2 separate regions of the Danio rerio genome follow, and region 1 is linked to region 2. Evidence: chromatin contacts called from public Micro-C data. All regions are on one chromosome and are shown on one strand. The core of a region is the stretch at or near the end of the contact, and the rest is flanking DNA. Distances in the headings are between cores, read along the strand shown. Region 1 holds the start of zgc:175214. Region 2 holds the start of msx1b (muscle segment homeobox 1b).

The links. A called contact is a pair of places that touch in the nucleus more often than the background predicts.
Region 1: a contact with region 2 is called in a Micro-C map of caudal fin, with 2.9 times the contacts expected there. The contact joins the promoter of zgc:175214 here to the promoter of msx1b in region 2. A contact is called at or near these places in 2 of 18 Hi-C or Micro-C datasets (caudal fin and an unstated tissue).

Annotation. Positions count from the first base shown.
Region 1 is chr1:52,809,032-52,814,918 of GRCz12tu, reverse strand. zgc:175214 reads left to right here and starts at 3,513. Exons shown (of 6, transcript NM_001114727.2): 1 at 3,513-4,311. The coding sequence starts at 4,287. All of the region lies in intron 2 of LOC794408 (inositol 1,4,5-trisphosphate receptor-interacting protein), which reads right to left. calhm1b (calcium homeostasis modulator 1b) reads left to right here. Exons shown (of 4, transcript XM_073954623.1): 4 at 1-232.
Region 2 is chr1:52,660,690-52,667,404 of GRCz12tu, reverse strand. msx1b (muscle segment homeobox 1b) reads right to left here and starts at 1,606. Exons shown (of 2, transcript NM_131260.1): 1 at 1,183-1,606; 2 at 1-192. The coding sequence starts at 1,552. It also overlaps a transcript of gsk3bb not described here.

The sequences.
Region 1 (5,887 bases), core at 2,264-4,763, 150 kb before region 2:
AGGCTAATGTCAAGCATGGTATGTATCTTTGTATATTTTCAATAATTTGATTTTAAATAATGCAATTTATTTATTATATTCTATTATATTTGAAATACTGACATTGGTGATATACTGATATTAAAATATACACTGTGACCTTTTATTTGTTTTCTTTATATTTCAGATCATATATAGCAAAACTAGAAAAAGCAAGACATTTTAATAAAGCCATTAAACCAAATTAACCAACTCTCGTCACATTGGTCAGAGTTTCACGGTTTATTGGAGTCCCGCTCTGCTGTCTTGCGTGCTTATTTTAGTTTATGACGACATTATAAGCGAAAAGCTGCACTTTAATTTTAAATGGTGGCACCCACAGACATCATCACTAAATATAAATCAGAGGTAAAACTTTCTCATACATAGAAGTTGGCTAGAATTATGCATTGCATTCATTCATTTATTCATTTTTCTTTTCGGCTTAGTCCCTTTATTAATCCGGGGTCGCCACAGCGGAATGAACCGCCAACTTATACAGAGCAGCAGATGCCCGTCCAGGCGCAACCCATCTCTGGGAAACTATGAATTACAGGCTTTATATAATAGAGAAAAATAATACATAAACCAAGACTGCTGTTCAGTCAATTTTCCTAACGGATAAACAGCTCACGTTAACAGTTTAGCATGCTTTCACTTTCGTATTTAACATGAAATCCTCTCATCATATAGCCGTATACAGTTATTTACAGCCATATACAGTTATATACAGAATTATTAAACCCCCTTTGAATTTTTTTTTTCTCAAAAATATTTATCAAATGATGTTTAACAGAGTTGAAATTTTCACAGTATGTCTGATAATATTAAAAAGTCTTTTTTGTTTTAATTTTAGTTTGTTCGGCCAGAATAAAAAACCTTTTAAGGTCAATATTATTAGCCCCTTTAAGCTATATATTTTTTTCAATAGTCTACAGAACAAACCATCGGTACACAATAACTTGCCTAATTACCTTAACCTGCCTAGTTAACCCAGTTAAGCCTTTAAATGTCACTTTAAGCTGTACAAAAGTGTCTTGAAAAATATCTTGTCAAATATTATTTTCTGTCATCATGGCAAATAACAATGAAATCAGTGATTAGAAATGAGTTATTAAAACTATTATGTTTAGAAATGTGTTGAAAAGAATCTTCTCTCTGTTAAACAGAAATTGGGGAAAAGTTAACAAGTGGGCTAATAATCCTGATTTCAATTGTATGCCTATTACATATCCATAATACACTATGATATAGCCTGGTTTGGATCGTATTACTTTCTCACTACAATCGATTAGCTCCAGAATATGTTTTAATTGAGGCGAGACCACCTCATTCAGGCAATCTCGGACTGTTTTTTTTTTTTTTTTGGCGTGTATCCGAGTGCGATTGCTGGACTCACATATGCTAAATGAACTGCGCTAATTGTGGAAACATGCCCGGTTCAAGAAAAAAAGACTAGGTGTGAAAGCAACTCAATGCTTTGTTTATACTTCTGCATCAGGTGATCGGCGTGACCCATGGTGCATACCTTGTACGTTGTCGTGCATTTATACTTCTGCGCGCTGTTTGTGTTGCTCTGCAATAACACTTCCGAAATGCTAGCTGACAGTGAGGTCTTTATGTTCCTCTGTGTTGAGTTTCTGGTGTTTTGTTTTTTCTGAACGCTACCTTAATGTAGAAGTAGCTCAAACTTGCTCATTTTGAGGTGGGAACTGGCAGACGTGCAACAACTTTAATCATAATGTAAAAACAAAACAAAAACTTTCCATCTGGAGCTCCTTCATGGGACTCGACACTTGTAAACACTCACTCCAGCGGGTTCACACGGCTCTCGGTCCCACCCACACTCCTCAGCGCCACAAAGCCAACCAATCACAGTGCTTGCATTATGCGTCAGCAACGGCCACAGCAAGGGCCATGCGTCCATGCGCAGACTGCGCCGGAGCATACATGTGCGCTTGACGCAGAAGTATAAATCAGCCTTTAGTTGCAGCTCAAATTTAAGTCAGTTATTTGCCAAAGCAATGTTTACATGTTAAATGTTTATAATCTAACATTTATATTTAGTTTATTTCAGCATATTCTTGTTTTAACGTGATCAAAAACTATTTAGAATAGTCAAAATTAGCCTTGGGAACACACTACACTACACTACACTACACTACACTACACTACACTACACTACACTTCACTTCACTACACTACACTACACTACACTACACTACACTACACTACACTACACTTCACTTCACTACACTACACTACACTACACTACACTACACTACACTACACTTCACTACACTACACTACACTACACTACACTACACTACACTACACTAAACTACACTACACTTCACTACACTACACTACACTACACTAAACTACACTACACTACACTACACTACACTACACTACACTACACTACACTACACTTCACTACACTACACTTCACTACACTACACTACACTACACTAAACTACACTACACTACACTACACTACACTTCACTACACTACACTACACTACACTACACTACACTACACTACACTAAACTACACTACACTTCACTACACTACACTACACTACACTAAACTACACTACACTACACTACACTACACTACACTAAACTACACTACACTTCACTACACTACACTACACTACACTAAAAATGCTGGCTTCCACACTACTGATTTGTGTTGAGACAACATGACTGAATTCAGCTAACGTAGTTTTTACAAATGTAAGTGGATAGAACATAAAACAAGTTGTCTTAAAAAACTCAAGAATTGTGTTGTTTCAACTCATTTTAAATAAGTATGTCATTTTTTTGAGAGTAGAAGAAACAGTTTTAAGACAACGTATGCCAAACTAAGAATGAAATCTTTCTCCTGATCGCTTAGATAGCCAGCAAATAATCTGGTTAACATGAAAATGAACTCATGCACTCCACAGATAAGTCATCAAGATTGCTGAGAGCAACAAACAGAGACCCGGAGAGCACATGGTTGTTAGTGGAGCAGCAGCTGTTGTCTCTAGAGCTGGTGTTGGGGGTTGGTCGCTTGAGTCTCTTCTGCTTTTTTCCCCCTTTTTTTCTGTTGAAAAGCCACCAATTATAGTCTATGCTAGAACGTAAACATGCCAGTGTTTTAGTAGGTCAGACTGCAACATGATCTGATCACGCTGCATATATATATATTTATACACACTCATATAAACACACTGCACTCTGACCCATTTTTTTTCTCTCTCACTTCGTCTTGTTGTGTCTAACACCTTCAGCTTGTGTTTTGTGCATGCATGTGGCTTTACTTCCTCTAAAATCTTGCATGCAGAAGAAGAGGAAGCCATCCTGTGACTGCAGTCGCGATTGGAGGAGGGGATTCGCTCAGGAAGGGAGGGAGAGAGGGAGGGAGGGATTGGAGGAGAGAGTTGCGAGGCAAACCAGGATCACATGAGCACAGATCTGTTTACAAACTGAAACAGTGCGGCCAGGAAAGACGCAGGAGCCTTTTGCTGGAGAATAGATCACTGGCCGGCCTCATTATCACAACATCTTTTGACCTCAGATGGTGGCGCTTTGGCCTCAGATTGTTGATGAGTTAAGGGAACGATTGGGTTTTTTTTGTTGTCGATGGAAGGATTGAGAAAGCAGATGGTTTTAGGTGGAGAAAGAAAATACTCCCCCACACACACTCGATGGTGGTGAAAATATGATTCTCATCTGAAAGGGCCTGATAAAGAAGACAGATCGAGGGCCACGTCAAGGAAATAAGTCTGGAATAGCATATGAGGGACGACAAAGACAATAGATGGAGTGGAATTTTGTTGGACGGATGGATGTTTAGGACATCATCGAAGAATTCGTGAACTTTTTGTGTGTATGACAGCACAAAAACATCAAGTGCCACGTACGGAGTCGTTGTCAATGACGAGACGAATATCAAGGGCACATTATGCTGCCTTTGTCTTTGTAACAAAGCACCTTGTGCATATTCACATCGGCGGAGCCAAAGAGTGATTGAAATCTTTTGTTCTTCGATGCTGACATCATAAAAGTAGGATGAATGGAGGAATAATTGAACTATAATCAAGCCAAGCGCACCCTGTCATTTGAAGAGCTGCCTTTTAGAACCGTCTGACCTACGGGAAGAGCGCTGAGGCAAGAAAGTCGAGCTGGAATCAGGCTTTTAGGTTGAGTTTTCCAGCCCCCGCATTGCCTGTTCCAGACAAGCAGTGAGTTTGCAGCAGCAGTGCTTGGAGTCAGATTACATGCAACCATTCCAATGGTGTAACGGTGAGTGGCCTTTGAGAAAGAAGTCAAAGCTGAACTTGAGTTTGTTGGGTTTTTTCAGAATTAGTCACTGAAGTGGTGTTGCTGCTCGGGATGTTGAAACCAGTTTGAAGAAGTCAAAGGGAACTATGAGGTCAAAATGAGCTTGTCAAGATTGAGGAATTATTTGTGCTAAGCATGCTGTTGGGCTTTGCTCTACTGAAAACCGATATGTCTACAGATTTATTTTTAGATGAAAACATGGATGGCAAGTCAGTCTTTCAGTGACAGTAATGCTTACAGATATGGATTGCATTAGCATTGCAATCGAAATCGCTTAGATTTTGATTATCTTTGTGTCATACTTCCTGTTAACTTGTTACATTAACTAGATAAACTACTGTCAATGAGATAGTGGCCACACACACATATATGCGTGTGTGTGTGTGTATATTTATCTAAACTATATTAATATATTAACTATTATATATAACTATATTTATATAAACTATTTCATTTCATAGAGTTAAACTAGTTTATTTGGAGCCAGAATCGCGATGACATATAAAATATATATAGAATATATTTAAAAGTGATGTTGGAGCTAGTGAGACTTTAATGTTTTGGAATTAAATGTTTTTTGTTAGCAAGGTTACATTTATTTAATCAAAAGTACAGTAAGAAAAAAGCATGAACTGTTGTTAAAACGTAATATTTTTCTTTTTAAATACATTTTAAAATGAATTCCTTTGACGGTTGGTCACATTTTCTACTTCAGGTTCACATGATCCTTCATGATAAATCATTATAAAAACCTGAATTGTTGGGACTCGAGCAAACATTAACTTCAATGTTCAAAACAGTTATGCTGCTTAACATTTTTCTTCAAACAGTGATACATTTATTCCAGGATTCTCTGATGAATATAAAGATTACAAGTCTTTAAACCTTTTCCCAGTTTAAAAAAAAAATTCTACAATAATAATTAAAGCAGCACGGTGGCGCAGTGGGTAGCACAATCGCCTCACAGCAAGAAGGTCACTGGTTCGAGCCTCGGCTGGGTTAGTTAGCGTTTCTTTGTGGAGTTTGCATGTTTTCCCTGTGATTGTGTGAGTTTCCTCCGCGTGCTTCGGTTTCCCCCACAAGTCCAAAAACATGTGGTATAGGTGAATTGGGTAGGCTAAAAAGTTGGCAGTGTATGTGTTTGAATGTAAGAGTGTATGGGTATTTTCCAGTGATGAGTTGCAGCTGGTTGGGTATCCGCTGCGTAAAACATATGCTGGATAAGTTGGCGCTTGATTCTGCTGTGGCGACCCCAGATTAATAAAGGGACTAAGCCGAAAAGAAAATGAATGAATAATAATAATAATAACACAAAAACAATTGCCTGTGTTTATGGCAGACATTAAATCTCTCTTTACTTTGTTGCTAAAAGGGATACAGCGGCAGCCTGAAGTTAACGAGAATTATTTATATAATTTAAATGACAATTAAATTTATTTTATTATCGTCAACTCCCACACCAACCCTAAATCCAACCATCAGAGTAATGGAAAACAACTATATTTATACCAAGAATTATTCATAATATTTGTTAAAT
Region 2 (6,715 bases), core at 357-2,856:
GGAACCAGATCTTGACCTGAGTCTCGGTGAGGTTGAGGGAGTTGGAGAACTCGGCCCGTTCGGCGATAGAGAGGTACTGTTTCTGTCTGAACTTGCGCTCGAGCGACAGCAGCTGGGAGGTGCTGAACGGTGTGCGCGGCTTCCTGTTCGTCTTGTGCTTGCGTAAGGTGCACGGCGTTGGGCTCGGGTGACCTGGACGAAACGACCAACAAACTGTTTTTAACTTAGAAATGAGAAAACCTCTCCAAATAACCAGCAGCCTACCTTCATTGTGCATTTTTAGAGTCTTTCTTGCTTAGTTTCGTTAGTTCTTTAAAAAATGAAAACTTGGGCATGCAACTTTTCTGGTTGTGTATAGGCCTATTATTATTATTATTATTATTATTATTATTATTATTATTATTATTGTTGTTGTTGTTTTTGTTACACGCTACAACAAATACATTTCTTTTGCATTAGAGTTTCTATTTTTGTCTTTCTTTTCAGACTTGGGTTTGCAACTGTTGTATAAGCTATTTATTATTTCTTTCTCATTGTGCATTTTACAATCCCATTTCTTTCTTTCTTTCTTTCTTTCTTTCTTTCTTTCTTTCTTTCTTTCTTTCAGAACTGAACAAAATGTTAGTTGCAACTTTTCCAATTAGCCCAACAAAACTATATTAAGAGTGAAATAAAATATTAAAATACTATTTAATTACTAGTTATTATTACAATTGTGTAAGATTTAATTAATAGTTGTTGTTTTCAGTAAATTCTATTTACTAGTGTAATCTCTTAAAATGCTATGCTGGTTAAATGTTTTAATTATTATTATTATTATTTATTTTAATTATCATCATAAAAACAAAAATCATCTGAGCAGTTTTACAAATTTTAACCTTCTTTAGTTGCTGTGCAAGCCTTTGTTCCTCCTCTTTACATTTAGCTAATAATAATTAATTCATCTAAAGTAAATTATAATAAATTATAATTTACTAAAATATTTTAAAACATTATTTTATAAAAAGTTTATAATAAATCTAAATGCTGTATCCACGTGTTTATCAACACATGAGACAAATTGTCAAAAGTATAAATATGCTTTTAGTCAGATTGTTAGCTATTAAAACAGTTTTTTTTTTTAAATATATATACTCATAATCAAAAACACCTTAATGAATGGTAGATATAAGCTATACTTACGAGGAGGAGATGTGAAAGATGAAGAGTTTGACCAAGTGCTCTGTTCCTTATCGCTTAGTTCTTCACTGTCGTCGTTTAGACTGTCCGAAACGCTCGACAAAGTGTCCACAGAAACTTTGGCTTTCTCTACAAAGTAAGTCCTTACTAAGTCCTGACCATGTCCCATTCTCTGATGCTGGAGAGCCGGAGAACACGCGACCTGCTGGCAGCTGGATTTGGCCATCAGGGATTCAACACTGAACGGGAGGTAAGTCTTCTTGGCTTTATGTCCTGTGTCAGCGGTCATATCTCTCGGCTTTTGACTTTCCTCGCTGTCCGACTCAGACTTTTCTTGAGATGTCGTTTCAACGGGTCCCTTAGGAGAATTCATCGTTAACCATCCGCCACGAGCTGCTGCATATACGGTCACGTCTCAACAACTTCTAACACACTCCGTCCCTATGCGCTGTTATAATAGTTCGCAAACTTTTCTCCACCAATCAGCGTGCGCGCTCGACCAGCTGTCCCACAAAAACCTCGTTTTGATTGGTGGAAAGGTCCCCCCTGAGGCGAGCTCGGACCAATCCAAAGCGAGCCCTTAGAAGTCATGTGGTCAAGTTGACACCAAGACATCAAGGGGATATTGAGAAAAATGAGTACTTAATCGCGGATGTCTTGCTGAGATGATGTATAGATGGCCTCGGGGCTCTTGACTCTTTGGAGCACAAAGTAGACCAATTTTAGCCCAATTAAACAGTGGGGAAGCTCTCGAAGTATCTGTATCCGACTGTCGAGAAGCCACTGAAAAGGCACAATGGAGAGGAATTACTCCAGACCAAAACTTTGGTCATATACGAATAAACAAGATAACCGGACAGACCTGTTCTATCTAAAAATATTGTATTTTTAATCATTATTATTATAAATATTATTATTAAATTAAAGATGATTATTATCTTTATAAAAAAGTATTCTCATGTAAAATAATTAGACTAATTACTACTCTCTCTCTCTCTCTCTCTCTCTCTCTCTCTCTCTCTCTCTCTCTCTCTCTCTCTCTCTATATATATATAGGGATATTTCACTTTGAAGACCAGAAAAAATGACTTTTCTTTGCCAGGAGCCTGATAAGGAAACTTTTAGATGGCATTTAGAGTTTTTTGCATCGACCCAAACTCTCATACACACACACTCACACACACACACAAACACGCACACGCACACGCACACACACACACACTATATATATATATATATATATATATATATATATATATATATATATATATATATATATATATATATATAAATGCTCAGCAAATATAAGTACACCCCTCACAAGTCTATCTTTTAAATTCCTATTTTTAATGTTACATGTTCATATTAGTCAATTAGTCAATACTGCAATACTGAAGCAAAATCTGGACCTTATCTAACAAACTAACTTATGATAAACTTATGTCCAAAAACTAGTACACCTAAATTTGTTTTACAAAAAATACACACAAATTGAAAAATAAGAAAAAAAAATTGTTTTTTGCAATATTTTGCTTGAATTTAATTATATTATCTTTCAATTTCTAAACATGTTTGGTGACTAAAATATTCTTTTAATAAATATATATGTTTAATGTGTTTTATTTAAATACACTAAAATATATTGCCTATATTCACTGCATGAGAAATGGATAAAATATCAAAATGGGGTCTACTCAGTTATGCTGAGCACTGTATATGGCCTTGCAGGGCTTATGTAGGCTAACTCGTTTATTCATTCATTTTCCTTCGGCTTCTTTATAACTCATAAAGCTATAACCGAATTGCCTTATTTGTAAAATATTAGGACTCAATGTTAGCCTAAAGAAAACTGTCAGGTAAAATAAATAAAGTCATTAACAGGTAGGCTAATAGCGAAATAATACACCTGTTTATGGTGAACATGCTCTCAACTAGACTTTTGAGGTAAGTCCAGCGACCAGAAAAGTGTAATTATAGGGCTCGTTAAAAATACAAAAAAAAAAAAAAAAAAAAAAAAAAAAGATATTTAATGTAGGGAAAAAAACAAACAACTCCTGCAAACAACAAACCTTATACTAATTTTCATAAAATCAATCTTTTTTTTCCTGCTAAAATAAAAAGCCTGTCTTTTGAAGAAGCATTTCTAAAGTATATGGAAACTTTTCATGGTTGCTTTATTGAGAAAAAGCTTTTGTGAAGGCAGAAATTGATTCGAAAGGGCTGTAAGTTACACAATACTTAGGCAATTTAAGGCATGTCACGGGCTTTTAAGGTTACAAAAGGCTCAGCTGAGAAGCGAGCTGAGTTTTCTTCTCTCTCATTTAGAGAGCCAGACGAGCTGCGTTTTGGAAGGCGCCAGAGACGGTGGGATCAAAAGAGAAGGTACCTCGAGGAGGAAAAGGCAACAGTTTAACTCCACTTAACCAATTGTCCTCAAAATATGTAGTCCTGAGCATAGCTGCAAGGCCAAACGGTGACGTCAAGAAAATGAACCAGTACTTTCCCAAACTCGAAAAAAAACACCGAGGCGCGGTGAACAAACTCTGCTCAGTGTTTATAATAGGTAAAAGCCTCTTATTTCCAAACAAAATACGACTCCAAGTTTAATCCAGTGAACTACAGGGTAGTATTTTCCAGTGTATGCTGTATGTAGCTAGTATTCACTCAAATAATCGCAAGAAATACACGCTTAATGCAACCGACGTTTTTCCCCGGCATTCTTGGCGCCATCTTGAACCGATTTGGCAGACGATCTCAGATCCTCTAATATTCTCTAACAGCCCAAGGTTGTTCTTCTTACAAGTGACAGATCTGTCATGGCGGGTATCAAATCAAACTGGCCAAGACCCCCCTGCGCTTAAACTCCACCAATCTAAACGCTAAATAATTGAAATGATCACGGCAGATCCATTACTAGCGCATTTTAATAGCTGTAATGACCATAGTTTGTGTGAACCTGATTGCGACTACCCTCTTGTAATTTAAGACTGAGGAACAAATGAGGAGATGTTTGGACAGAACTGAAGCCTTAAATTAATCTAATTGGACATGAGAGAGAGGCTGCTGAATAGGGATAGATAGATAGATAGATAGATAGATAGATAGATAGATAGATAGATAGATAGATAGATAGATAGATAGATAGATAGATAGATAGATAGATAGATAGATAGAAATAATTTAAAATTAAAATTAAGCTTAAAACACAAAAGATAATGACAAAAAGTCAAGACAACAAATGTTTTAGGTTGCTTTAACTTATTTTAATATACAGTAATCAGTTTTCAACTTAAATTTTAAAGTTATTCAAAGTTTAACTTAATATTTTTTGTCAGTTTGATTGATGTAGTGGAGATGACTAGAAAAGGTAACTTGATTCAACTTAAAAAATGAAGGCAGCAAGGATTGATTTACAGTGCATAGGGGTTATTTACAGTATGTAACAGTATGTTTACGTCATTTGATGTCTTCTAAGCATTTGTTTACATTGTCTTTCTTAAATGATGTAAATATGAACAATTGTGCATTTAATAAAACTAGCTAATTGTCTTGCTAATAAGTCTAAAGTTTAATGCTACAAATAAATCTGAATAGAATAAAAGTCATACATTTGTCACATTTTACTTTATACATTTGAATGTAGTTAATTAAAACTCAACTTCGCACATAAATCTAGCCCTATAACAGCTTTCATGAATATATTGTAATTAATTTCAAAATCCTAAATGTAATTAGTTAATCACAAAATATTATTTGTTAAAAATAAACAATGAAATAAAAATAAGAATAAAAGAAAAGTTTAGTTCACAAAAAAGAACAACGACAGCAAACAAACAAATACATATGAATCGTAATCATGCAATCATTACAACAGAAGGATGTGGTTTCTGTCAACAGACTCTGCTCTGCAGATTTGCCCTGTCAAGGTTGGGCTTTTGCAGGCTGCATAATTTATATAGCCAATAACGGCTCTTTTCACATGGAGTCACTTCCAATCATTTTCAGGCTTGGTTGAAACCACTCAGTCAGTTCATAAAACCAGAGGCCAAGCCAAATTTAGCAGCATCAGAGGAGCACTGCACACTTTAAATGTTGCTCATTGTGTGCTTGACATTCCAGGAATTCTCTGTCTGTTTGGGTTTTTATGCGCTCACGCGTGCATCTGCTTCGACTGATCATTCAGTCTTTCTTTCTTCAATCATACTAATTAGACATTTTTTTCATGTTTGACCTTTAAAAGTTAAGGATATTACTTTAGTAGTAATGTTTTAATAAATAATAGTAAAAATAATACATTTTAAATAGATAAACCTAAAATAACAATTTATTTCTGAAAAAAATCTAACTTATATTTTTAGTAAAATTAATAATAATATTTTTATTATAATTTTATTATATAAATTATGATCTAATAAAATAATATTTTATAACATATCTAATAAAAAGTATTCATAGTGTTTTTATTATTTTAAAATGAATAAAATTCTTTTAATCAAAAATTGCTCTTTAAAATATATTACTTTAATAGTTATATTAATAAAATAAAAATAATAATAAATTTTAAATAGCTAAAACTGAAATAACAGATATTTTATTTCAGAAAAAAACAACTTAATTTTCAAATCTAAATTATATAATTTACAACAAATGTAATAAAAAGTATTCATTACATTTAATTTAATGATATGATAATTAACAAAACAGTTTTAATATTGCTCTTCTCTTTTCCCAATGACCTTTTGACTTTTAAGTTAAAGATATTACTTTATTAGTAATATTAAAAAATAATAATAGTAGAAAATAATGCATTTTAAATAACTAAAGCTAAAAAGAAAAATTATAATATTTTAATCAAATTAATAATAATTAATGTTTATTTTAATGAGTAAAATAATATTTTATAATAAATGTAATTAAAAGTATTCATTACATTTCATTTTTTGATATAATAATTAACTAAACTGTTTTAAATAAAGACATTACAACTATATTTTTTATTTTACTATTAAAGTAAAGTAGTAAAAAATTAATACATTTTTTAAATAGCTAAAAATACGGACATTTTATTTCTGAATATAAAAAGAATTATCAAAAGTAATATTTTAATCAAATTAATATTATTTAATGTTTTATGATGATATTAATTAACATTTTTAAAGTCAAGTGCTATTTTGGAGTTTCCACCTGGATTTTGCCCAAACTCAAAAACTTCCCAAATCCACATGCAGAGGTGTTAATGCAAAAGTTTGGTATCATTTTAAAGAAAACCCTTTGAATTTACATAAAACACTGAATAATAATTACTAAAATAATTGTATATGTTGTCTGTGTTATGATAAACCCCTCCACAAAAGAGGTGTTTTTTCCCCGTAAAAAGGTGTAAGTGTACCTTTTAGGTTCTGTGTGGTCTAGGTTTTTTGGTTCCTGCACATGTTAGTAATCACAGGAAAAAAGAAAAATCTCTTGGTCATAATCTATGCAAAAGTTATTTTATTCCAACTGATGAGCTAACAGAACCACTTATGGGGGTACTGGG